Linked DNA regions of Bos taurus: region 2 is linked to region 1. The links are chromatin contacts, called in public Hi-C maps. All regions are on one chromosome and are shown on one strand. The core of a region is the stretch at or near the end of the contact, and the rest is flanking DNA. Distances in the headings are between cores, read along the strand shown. Region 1 overlaps SOX6 (SRY-box transcription factor 6). Region 2 has its middle 310 kb from the start of TRNAW-CCA.

Region 1 (5,175 bases), core at 1,201-3,700:
CAAATACTTTTAAATATGTGCAACTCAGTGTAGAAGAGTTGGATTCTGATTCAGATTAAGTATTTTCCTGATAGTCTGAGCTTACCTTTCTCACCCTAATCTTGATATCTAGTAGAGAATTTGTGAAATAAGAAAGAATTCAACTCCTGGATATGGTACCTGTGTCACTTTGGACAACAACAAAAAATCTTTGGAACTTAATTGGTTACTTCATTTGTAAAATAGGGGAAGTGATATTTCTCTCTCAGGCTTATTGTGAGGATTAAAGAAGATAATGTAAAAACATCTAAGCATTATCCATAGCACATAATAAGAGGTCAATTCAAATTTATTTAATAGCTATATAGATATTTTGATTTTAAAATACTGCAAAAAAATGACCACCTATTCTTTGCAAAAAGAAAATGTCCTTCATGAAAAGAAAATGTACCATTTGATAGTTTGCAAATGAAACAAACTAGTTCTATATTTTGGTAATGGAACACTAAGAGCAAACAAATATAGATTCATTTACCAAATTGGGAAATCTGTAAAATGGGTTAATATTGCAGTAAAAGTTTTCACTCTACACTCATTATGTGATTAAGGCAAAAATATTTTTTATTGCAATTATCCAAACTCAGTTTAAAAAAAAAAATCAATGAGGCATTTATTGCTTTGGGTAGGTTAGCATAAAATTTAATTGTGTCAGTTCGCCCCAAACTTAGGAAGCAAGAAGTATACTGTTGTTAGAATTTGGTTCTATGAAAGGGAAGCCAGTATTTTATCAGATGTTTCTACACATGGATTTAGATTTCTCTATCCTCTTCTTTGGTACAGTCAAAATATCACTGCCAGCAACATAGAAAATGGATCAATGTCGGGGGCTTAGTATCAACTGGATGCCTACAGGCTCTGCAAGCTCAGGAATTTTTATGGAATATAGTAAGCAGAATGTGTCTGTATACTGAATATCTTTAGAGGAAAGAATGATGGAATTCAAGTCAGGTGATCTAGCTTCAAATCTCAGCAGTGCTGATTACTAAATATAGGATCTTAAGCAAGGTCTCGTTTTCTTCATCTGAAAACTGGGCATAATAATACCTCATGGAGTTACAATTTTAACTGGATGAGATAATCTATATGAAAATATTTTATGTTAGTTAAAGGTTAAGGCATCAATATTATGCCTCATAGTGTTTGACAGAGGTTGTTAAAGATAGCACTATCGGATACGCCACAGTGTGATTTTAGGCCATTTCTGTCATTTCTCCTTCTACCAGGCTGGAAAGCATACAACCCTTGAGAAATTATACTCCTTCAGGACGTTCAAAAAATAGCTGGTAACTTAGTTAATTATTCACAAATTCAGAGTATTTTCCTCTTAGATTGAGGTGGATAGAAAGTTTCAATGTAGGATTGAAACAAACGTTCAGTCTACAATTCAACGTTCTCATTGAACGTTGAATTCTTATTCAACATTCAATAAGAATTGTTCAAGTGATCGACTGACCTGAAGTCAAGTATTAAAAGGTGGAAGGACCTTCCAGGACTTCACTGATCCCAGCTTTTGTAAATGGATGGAAACTGAGGCTCAGAAAAGAGTTACAAGGGCAGTTTGAAGTGAATTTATATTAATGTCCCTAAAGATTGAGAAACACTTGGTGAATTTTGCATCTATGAATGAATATTGTTTCAGTCCTATTCTTCGAGCTAGGTAGTAGGTCTTTCATTCTTTCAATATTTCAAGTTACAATGCCTCAAGGGAAATGAGAGACAGATAGCCATGTCTCCCTGCAGAGGGAGAGACTGACCTTTGTAAAGGCTCTGGTAAGTTTATTTGAACTAGAGTGACATGATGACAGACTGATCTGGTGTGACCAAGCCTTGGCACCCACTAGGATGTAGGATGAGGCAACCTGTGTTGTTCTGTTAAGTAGCAAAGCTCTCAATGTTCTTCACTCCTGACTCCTTCAACCCTGGCTCCAGCCCAGGGCCACAGGAGTAATGACACCCAAGATGATCCTTCCATAATTAGGAAATAGAAGTTTCAACGAGCTTCCCTACAGGTTTAACCACAGAAATAAGTAGACATTTACATGAATACCAAATACATGCTTTACTGAATCTGACTCTGGGATGTATAGGATCCTTCCTCATCTTGATTCTTTCTTTATACAGCTCTCAAACCAAGGTGAAGACATAAACCTGCTTAACAGTGTCATTAAAGTATGTCTCATGTTACCAGCCTTTTTTTTTTTTTTGTAATGTTCTAGGAGACCCTAAAAAAATGATCTCACAAGTAACTTTGTGGAGTTAGCTACAGTATTTGTTCCAAATGCCAAGGGTTATCAAAGCTTTGCTTCCATGTTGCAAAACCATCAATAAGTTGCTCCATTGTATTGCTTAACCTCAACCACATCATCAGTGAGGTTTGCAGAACTCCTCCAGGACACACCTTTGTCCTATTTCATCATTTGCTTAGAATTTCAAACAGACTCCCCTCTGAGACTGTGTGAGGGATGAATTCCAAAGCCACCCAGAAGAACATGTGTATATAGATATTTCCCTCTGTTTTATTTTATTGTTTTCGAATCTATACAGGCAGCAGCCTCAGATTCCAATCACCACAGGAACAGGTGTTGTGTATCCTGGTGCTATTACTATGGCAACTACCACACCGTCACCTCAGATGACATCTGACTGCTCTAGCACCTCGGCCAGCCCAGAGCCCAGCCTCCCGGTCATCCAGAGCTCTTATGGTATGAAGACAGACGGCGGAAGCCTAGCTGGAAATGAAATGATTAATGGAGAGGATGAAATGGAAATGTATGATGACTATGAAGACGACCCCAAATCAGACTATAGCAGTGAAAATGAAGCCCCGGAAGCTGTCAGTGCCAACTGAGAAGTGTTTGTTTGCTGAATTAAAATACTCTGACATTTCACCTCCCCTCCCCCAACAAAAAAAATTCTTAAAGAGCCCGCATGCATTTGTGGCTCCACAATTACATCAGCAGAATGGTCTTAATTGTTTCGTAAAGCGTGAGACAGATTAAGTTTTCCCTGATTTTTCATGAACTTGAGTTTTTTTGTCGTTATTGTTATTGTTGTTGTTGTTTTTTAATTTAGGTGAAGACATATTAAATATGAGACACCAGGACTTGAAAACTTATCTCAACCCATAGCTGTCTTACAAGTCTTATATTTTTGTCTTACTTTTTTCTTTTGGATGTTGATAAAGGTTTAAGTTACTGTTTTAGATGGGGTTAAACATTCTCACTCAGGTATGCTGTGCCGGCCTACAGGTTGTGAATGTGTTTTTATTCTGAATTATTTTAGAAAACAACTGAGAATTTCATATTGTGAAACAGAACAAGTCCACGGCGTGTGCAGCTGCATGCAGAGCATATTCAAAAGGCCTCGGAATTCCATTTTTCCACGTGGAGAGTTAAACTTTGAATGTGCCAAACTTTTTCATAACTTTTGAATCTTAATATTTTAAAAGTCTTAAAGGAGACACTGCAAAGTCTTAGACAATCTTTGGCATCTTAAAATAAAATAGCAAACCACACATATTTTTTTTCCAGACAATGGTAAAGTACTCAGGAATCTGGAGACGAGATATTGTAAGGCATGAACAAGGTTGCCGCAGTGCATGGACCCAGTCGTGTTTGCCTCTTGACGTGCCCTCAGTGTGACGTGGTATGACGTGCACACACTGGAGCGGTCACCACACCAGATACCGACACGGTGGTCTTCTCTGCCTGAGACCACCTCTCACTACATCCATTATCCCTTTGCCTTTAACCCTGACATTCAGTCTTAACACATTTTTCTCTTAAATAATTTATTCATTCCAGAATGTCAAGGGTCCACTTACTATTTATTTAAAAAAAAAATCGTTGGTGGCATTAATTTAATAATTCTTTTTTCTCACCCTCCTTCCCCAAAGAACTTTTCAACCCTTTTCACCTCCTTCTCCTGCTAGATACAAAAGATGTACATAGTGATTTTATGTCCCCAGAACATCTGGAAGCATTTCTGAAACAAGATACTACTAAATACCTATATAGTTGTTTTTGAACATCGGTGTAGATATGGCTGTAGAGCTGTGTATTTGGATACAGGTGTAGAGACTTACAGGAATGTCCCTGAGGTTCACCATGACTTTGAATCTTTTGCCAGAATTTTCCCCTAATTCAGTTAAGCAACAAGTGGTAGGATCTGCATCGGTGGCATTTCCCCTGAATGCCATTTAGCAGCAAGGGTCAACAGTGGTGACTGCCAGGCAGAAGAGTCCTGCGGCCAATCCTAAAGCCCAAAGCTGCGGGCCATGTAGGAGTCCACAGGGATGCTGTCACGGGCTGGCACCTCTTCACTGAGCTGCCTGTCCCATCTGGCACATCTAGAGAGTTCTTTGCAAAGTCCTCAGGATGCAAGAAGCCGCATGACAGCCTAAGAGCAATGACAGAGGCAAATTGTCATGATACATCCAGAGAATGAAAGAAAACAATAGGGAGGGAGAAGGAGGGGAAATACATTCCCTAAATGGGATGTTCCTACTGTTAATTCTGGGGAACAGATCACTCCTGGGGCAGCAGACGAGTTCCTCTGGCTCACTCCCTCCATCTGTGGCCGCGTGGGGGTCATGCCTATGTGTGAACAAGATTAACTGCCCGTGTCACACGAGGATTTTTCTGGAGATGTGCTGATGCATTGGGAGGGCAGTGAGGCTTCCTTCCTCATCTCCTAATGACAGGGAGCTCAGCCATGCCATCTTGACCTTCCTGAATCCAGGACTGATTGCCTACGGGGGAGCCTCACCCCGAGTAGTTCAGTGGGAGAATGTCAGCAAATGGGACAGTTCACCTCATGGGACAACCAGAATCTGATCACCAGGACATAGGAACGGCCCCATCAGATTTCTTGAGCCATTTTGTCACTTGGAAGAAAATAGTGTACCTTCGTATTTATTTAAGAGTGCTCACGGCCATACCTAAGAGCGATAAATAGGTCTAGCCAAGACATTACTGTCTATGTCATTAGCTAGGAGTGCTCTCTATAAGCTGATTTAGGTACTGATAGGAATGTTTGGTTCTTAATATTGATTGGGGATTGGAACTTTGTTTTTGTACATTTATTTCAAATGAGGGGGAGGTCATTTTTCTAAAAAAAAAAAAATGAGTATTTATT
Region 2 (5,175 bases), core at 904-3,403, 63 kb after region 1:
GTGGCTGCGTTTTTCCCCTGGAGCTCTCAGATGTCATGAAATTGGTCTGAATAATTTTTTCCCCTCAAATTGTTCAAAACGTTCTGTTTCTGGCCTGAGCGCTCAGGTTTCCCATTGCCTCATGGAAAGGGTCCTGGGGCAGATTTGGAGGTCTTGGGGAGCGCGGTGAATCGGGCCACCCCTGTCCATGTGCCCTGCTTCTCTGCTAAGCCAGGCCCCACCCAGGGGCCAGAGTGGAGGCTGGCTGGTGGGCGCTAATGGGCTGAGTGCTGCGGCCCCACGGCCCGGGTGGTGGCCAGCGCCTGTGGGCAGGCTGGGCTGCAGGCCCAGCACAGACCAGCAGGAGCTGCCGGGAGTCCAGCCAACTGAAGCCTGATACCTGGCTCTTGGCTCCATGGGTAGCTGCCCAAGAAGGTGGGAAGGAGGCGTGGGCCTTCTAGGGCGGCCCAGCCTGGGGGCGGCTCTGTGGCTCTATTTACGTTGGCTTCAGTGGAGCAAGAGTGAGGAGCTGCTGATAGCATCTCAGGGCCCGGGCAGCCTCCAGAGAGATAGGGCTTGTACTTCTCCAGCATGGGTGGGCTCACTCATACACATGCGCAGACACATGTGTGTGTGTGTGTCATTTGTCCATTAGCCCCCTTGAAACAGACACTCACATGTGGACATTCTATCAGGAGAAGGCGTTAAGGGAAGGGGTGTGTGTGGGGAGTAGGGGTTCTGGCCAAAGGAGGCAGTGAGTGTCTCAGACTCTGACATCTGGGGAGGGACGCAGAGATGTGGATGCTGCAAGACGAGAAGCTTTGGCAGGCCAGAGCACTCTGATTATAGAAAAGTCTTTTCATACTGCCTCCCAGCTAGTGCCTACTTCCCATAGCCCTGGGGTGTCAGGACTCTCCTCTCTGCCACCCCATGATGGCCAGCCATCTTGTCTTGCCTAGCTGCAGGGACCCCATCCGCACTGAGCGCTCTGGGACTCCTGTGCCTGGGGTTCAGGAGCTGGTCTTAGGGGTTCACTCTGAGTGCGCCCCCTGGGGACTGTGGGACAAGGCAGGCAGCACTGAGAGACCCTCAGACCTGTGAAAGGCTCTGTGGGGAAGTGGGTGTTGGCTTCCTCTGTACCTGTGGAAACTGGGGCTTCTGAGTCATCCTGCAGATGCAACTTGGAAATTTATTGTTTCTTGTGGAGGGGGTGGGGTGGGGGTGGGGAGAGATGTCTACTCTGCTAATGCTGATAATCAGCATCACAAGGTCTGTGTGGGGTGACATGGTCCACAGCGGCTCAGAGAAGTTACTGTCCCTTTTTGAGAAACTCCTGCCTTCCTGTCCCTCCTCGGACCACACACACATAGACTTTTTTTTTTTAATTGGAGGTAAATTGGTCTACAGGCTTCCCTTGTGGCTCATCTGGTAAAGAATCCACCTGCAATGCAGGAGACCTGGGTTCAGTCCCTGGGTTGGGAAGATCCCCTGGAGAAGGAAAAGGCTACCCACTCCAGTATTCTGGCCTAGAGAATTCCATGGACTGTGCAGTCCATGGGGTCGCAAAGAGTCAGACACAACTGAGTGACTTTCACTTTCAAATTGCTTTACAATGTTGTGTTGGTTTCTGCCGTACAACAACGTGAATCGATCATAATTACATGTATATCCCTGTCTCTCTTGAGCCTCCCTCCCCTCCCTGCATCCCACCCCTGTAGGTTGTCACAGAGCACCGGGTTGGGCTCCCTGGGTTATGCAGCAGCTTCCCACTGGCTATCTATTTACACATGGTCGTGTATACATGTCAATGCTACTCTTCAATCTGTCCCAGCCTCTCCTTCCCCCGCTATGTCCACAAGTCCACTCTCTACATCTGCGTCTCCGTTCCTTCCCTGCAAACAGGTTCAGAGTGAAATAACACACAGGCTTCCGAGTCAGGCCTGGCTTCCATCTTGCAAACACAGGCACCGACTCTGGCTTATATTTGGGTAAAATGGAGATGTCTTAAAGCGTGTTGGGAAATTTGCAGAATCTGGGCCAGAGCTCCTAACCTGGAGGGCCGCCCCCCCCAAGGCAGGAACAACACCCAGATGGCTTCTCAGAACCAACTGGTCTGGTCACTTCAGGGTGCTGCCTCTGCCGCCGGCACTGTGTCACCGCCAGCGCCCGTAATGTCCCAGAACCTCCGCCCAGCTCCCCTAGAAGCTGGGTGCGGTGGCTGTTGCACCCTAGCTGGAATGGGCTCCAGGCAGCATCTGCTTTGTTGCATCATTTTCTTTCGATTCAAAGGTTCAAAGTTTGCTGTGGGTGAGTCCGGTCAACAGAGTGAGGTCACGGGCTTGAACTCTGGCTGCAAGGAGGATGGGAAAGTGGAGGTGGGGTGGGGAGGATCTGGCTTCCATATGAAGGTGGTCTCTGACCTGGACTTGGAGTGGGGAATTCCACCAACACATAGATGTGTTCAAAGGTGGCAAATGACTACTGCAGAGATGTGCGGAGCCCAGCTCAAAAGAGTAGAATGGAGGGTTTTTCTTTCTTGTCTCTTTCCTTTTTTTCCTTCCCAAGCGCGGGGACAGTAAGCCTGGGATCCACAGACGCTTCGGCTCTCCCTCGTTTTCACACAGCTCCTCTGCCAGAACCTGCAGTTGGGTGGTGTCCCTGCCTCTTTACCCCGGAAACTGCTCCTGTCCCTGGGGAAGACGTTTGGCCCCAGCTCCCATCCGGCAGCTCAGGGATGGCCACAGGGTCTGTCTGATGTGCCCCCGGAGTAGCTGAGCTGCAGCTGGCTCCCTCCCCAGATGGCACCTACAGCACACGTACCTGGCCTGGGTGAACATTCATCTCTCCCGAGGATAGCTTAATCTGATCTTCCATGGAGAAGGGCTATGCACCCTGTTAGCTTGCCTTTGACCCCTCTACAGTGCCCTGTGTCCAGGGTGGACCCTTCCCTCACTGGCTCACATAAGGAGAGTTGGTGTTCTGGCTTAGCATGAGTTGCTCTGGGTCTGGTGGCATGGCTGGGGTTGGGAGAATGGGGGTATGGCATGGGACATGTCTGGGGACCTGGCATGGAACTGAACACATCAGAACACACACCCCTCCAGAACCCCCCGGTGACATAATCTTTCCCCTCAGTTATTTCACTGTTCCACCACACAAACTAATGTGTTGTTTTTTAAGACAATGTAGTAGTGTATTTTAAATTTCAGAATAGGAATGTCCTTGTTGTTTTTCTATTGTAAAAGTAATGCACACTTTATAAAAAGTCATATATATATAAATGTCATATATATATATAAAGTCATATATATATATATATATATATATATATATATACACACATATATAAATCTGTATGCTAGAAACTGGAGAGTCTTCTTATACGGAACGTAGAGATAACCATTATTAAAAGGTTTTTTAAATCTACATATATAAATATACTTATATGTAGAGCTAAGGTTGAAATGAGTGTGCAAATGGAAAGAGATCCCAATATGGTATTGATTTTAAAAAGTCAGTTGACAGGAGACTCTGCCTTGCTTCATACCAGAGGCAGAGAGAACTAGGAAGACTGTCTACTGGATACTCAGCCTCAGGCTGACTGGTCAGGCACAGTACGAAGCCGGGCCTGAGCAGCGATTGTGTTTTTAGCACAGTTTTTCCTGGGATCTGGTAGCCAGAGGGCCCAGGGATCATGTCCACTGTCACCCCCTATGGAAGGAGGTGAAGTGGGGAGAGGGTACCCAGGCTCTGAGGGGTCTGGCCTGGGTCCCCCCTGGCACGCCTTCTCCCCTGACCAGACTGCCTAGGGGTCGGGGGAGCTGCTTCTCCCTGGAGATCCAGAGGAGGAAATGGCTAGGCATGCTGACCTCCCAGACCCTGTGGTCCCCTAGGGCATTCATAGCTCCAGAAGTCAGACTGGGATGTTTCACGGGGCCCTGGGGCAGAACAGAAGCAGACCAGTAGCAACTGCTCACTGATTAGCACCCAGTTTTCTACTCAGCAGTCACTGAACATCTGCAGAATGAATGAATGAATGAAGGATAATCTTCATCAGCTCTAACTGTATTTCTGAGTCTCAGGGCATCTCCCCAACCTGTCCCATTTCAGGAGGTAGAGCAGTTCCTAGGAAACCACAATCCTAGCCTCACAGAACTTGGGCCTTCTGAGGAGGTTGGCCCTGCTGAGGTCACCTCACCCTGCTGTCCTGTCCCCTCCTCTGAAGGCCTCTGACCTGTGACTGCAGCTCTCTGAGGAGAGACTTTTCCCGACCTAGCTTCCCACAGGGATGTGACTACTTGCCCAGTGCAGAGGGAAGCTACTCTGTGCACGTGTGCGAACAGGCCAGCGACCTGGAGGTGGCAAGGCTCTGCCCTGGGGACCCCTCCTCTTCATAATTCAGGGCTGTGGTGGGCTAGGGTGAAAGGCATCTCTCACAGTCTTGGGGTCTGAGGTGGATCCCCAAGATTTCCCTCTTGTTGGGGGAGGATCTTCAGGTCCCCTGCACACGCCCCTGGTCCCCCTCCTCTGGTCTCGCTCAGTAGGGCTCTTTTCTCCACCTCTCCTCCTCGCTCCCATCTCTCTTCCCCTCCCCATGGTTCCCAGAACTAGGACCCAGGCCGCCAGCTGCAGCCTGTCCAGGTTTCCTATCGGATTATGAAGCTTAACATTTTTGTGAAGGAAGAAGAAAGCCGTCCCTCTGGGAAGCGATAAGAACATTCCATCCTCCTCTGGCTCCAGGGAGCCTGGGAAACAATCACCAAAGGGAGAGACACTCCCCAGGGACAGGCTCTCCTGCATGGGCAGGGCCGCCCTCTGCTGGCTCCCCTTCCCTTCCGCCCTGCGTCCTCCTCTCTCAGGATCCCTGGCCAGGCAGTGGGCCTGAGGTGGTGGGCAGGCCTGAGGCCCCTAGAACCAGGTGCCGCTACCTAGCCGGCTTCTTCTCAGCCCGGAGCTGCCCCTGGGAACCTTGGGCACTAGCTCTCTTGAGGGCAAGCTGTACAATCTGGGAGGAAGGAAGCTTCCACCAAGAGGAGCCCCAGAAGAGGCCGCCATGGAGGGGGTTAGTTAGCAGTGGGCAGGTGGGCCCCCCACTGGGGTGACCTAGAGCCCATGAAGCGAGACGCTGAGTTAGTCTCTTGATGGTCTGGGGGCCTGCAGAAGGCCCTGTGGTTGGCCTACTGATGGGGAATGGGG

What was found. Hi-C and Micro-C count contacts between places; a contact is called where the count stands out from the background.
Region 2: a Hi-C map of liver shows a contact between it and region 1, with 2.7 times the contacts expected there. The contact joins two enhancer-like sites. A contact is called at or near these places in 2 of 11 Hi-C or Micro-C datasets (liver and skeletal muscle).

Annotation. Positions count from the first base shown.
Region 1 is chr15:36,539,136-36,544,310 of ARS-UCD2.0, forward strand. It overlaps SOX6 (SRY-box transcription factor 6), which reads left to right. Exons shown (of 16, transcript NM_001191418.1): 16 at 2,584-3,166. The coding sequence ends at 2,887. Among named protein-coding and RNA genes, the nearest start is that of TRNAC-ACA, 270 kb to the left of the region's middle. Within about 2 kb of position 2,451, at least 8 of the 102 cell types and tissues checked have an H3K27ac peak or open chromatin away from gene starts, as enhancers often do. A contact at or near this core is called in liver, where this site is marked.
Region 2 is chr15:36,602,863-36,608,037 of ARS-UCD2.0, forward strand. No RefSeq gene overlaps it. Among named protein-coding and RNA genes, the nearest start is that of TRNAW-CCA, 310 kb to the right of the region's middle. Within about 2 kb of position 2,154, at least 6 of the 102 cell types and tissues checked have an H3K27ac peak or open chromatin away from gene starts, as enhancers often do. A contact at or near this core is called in liver, where this site is marked.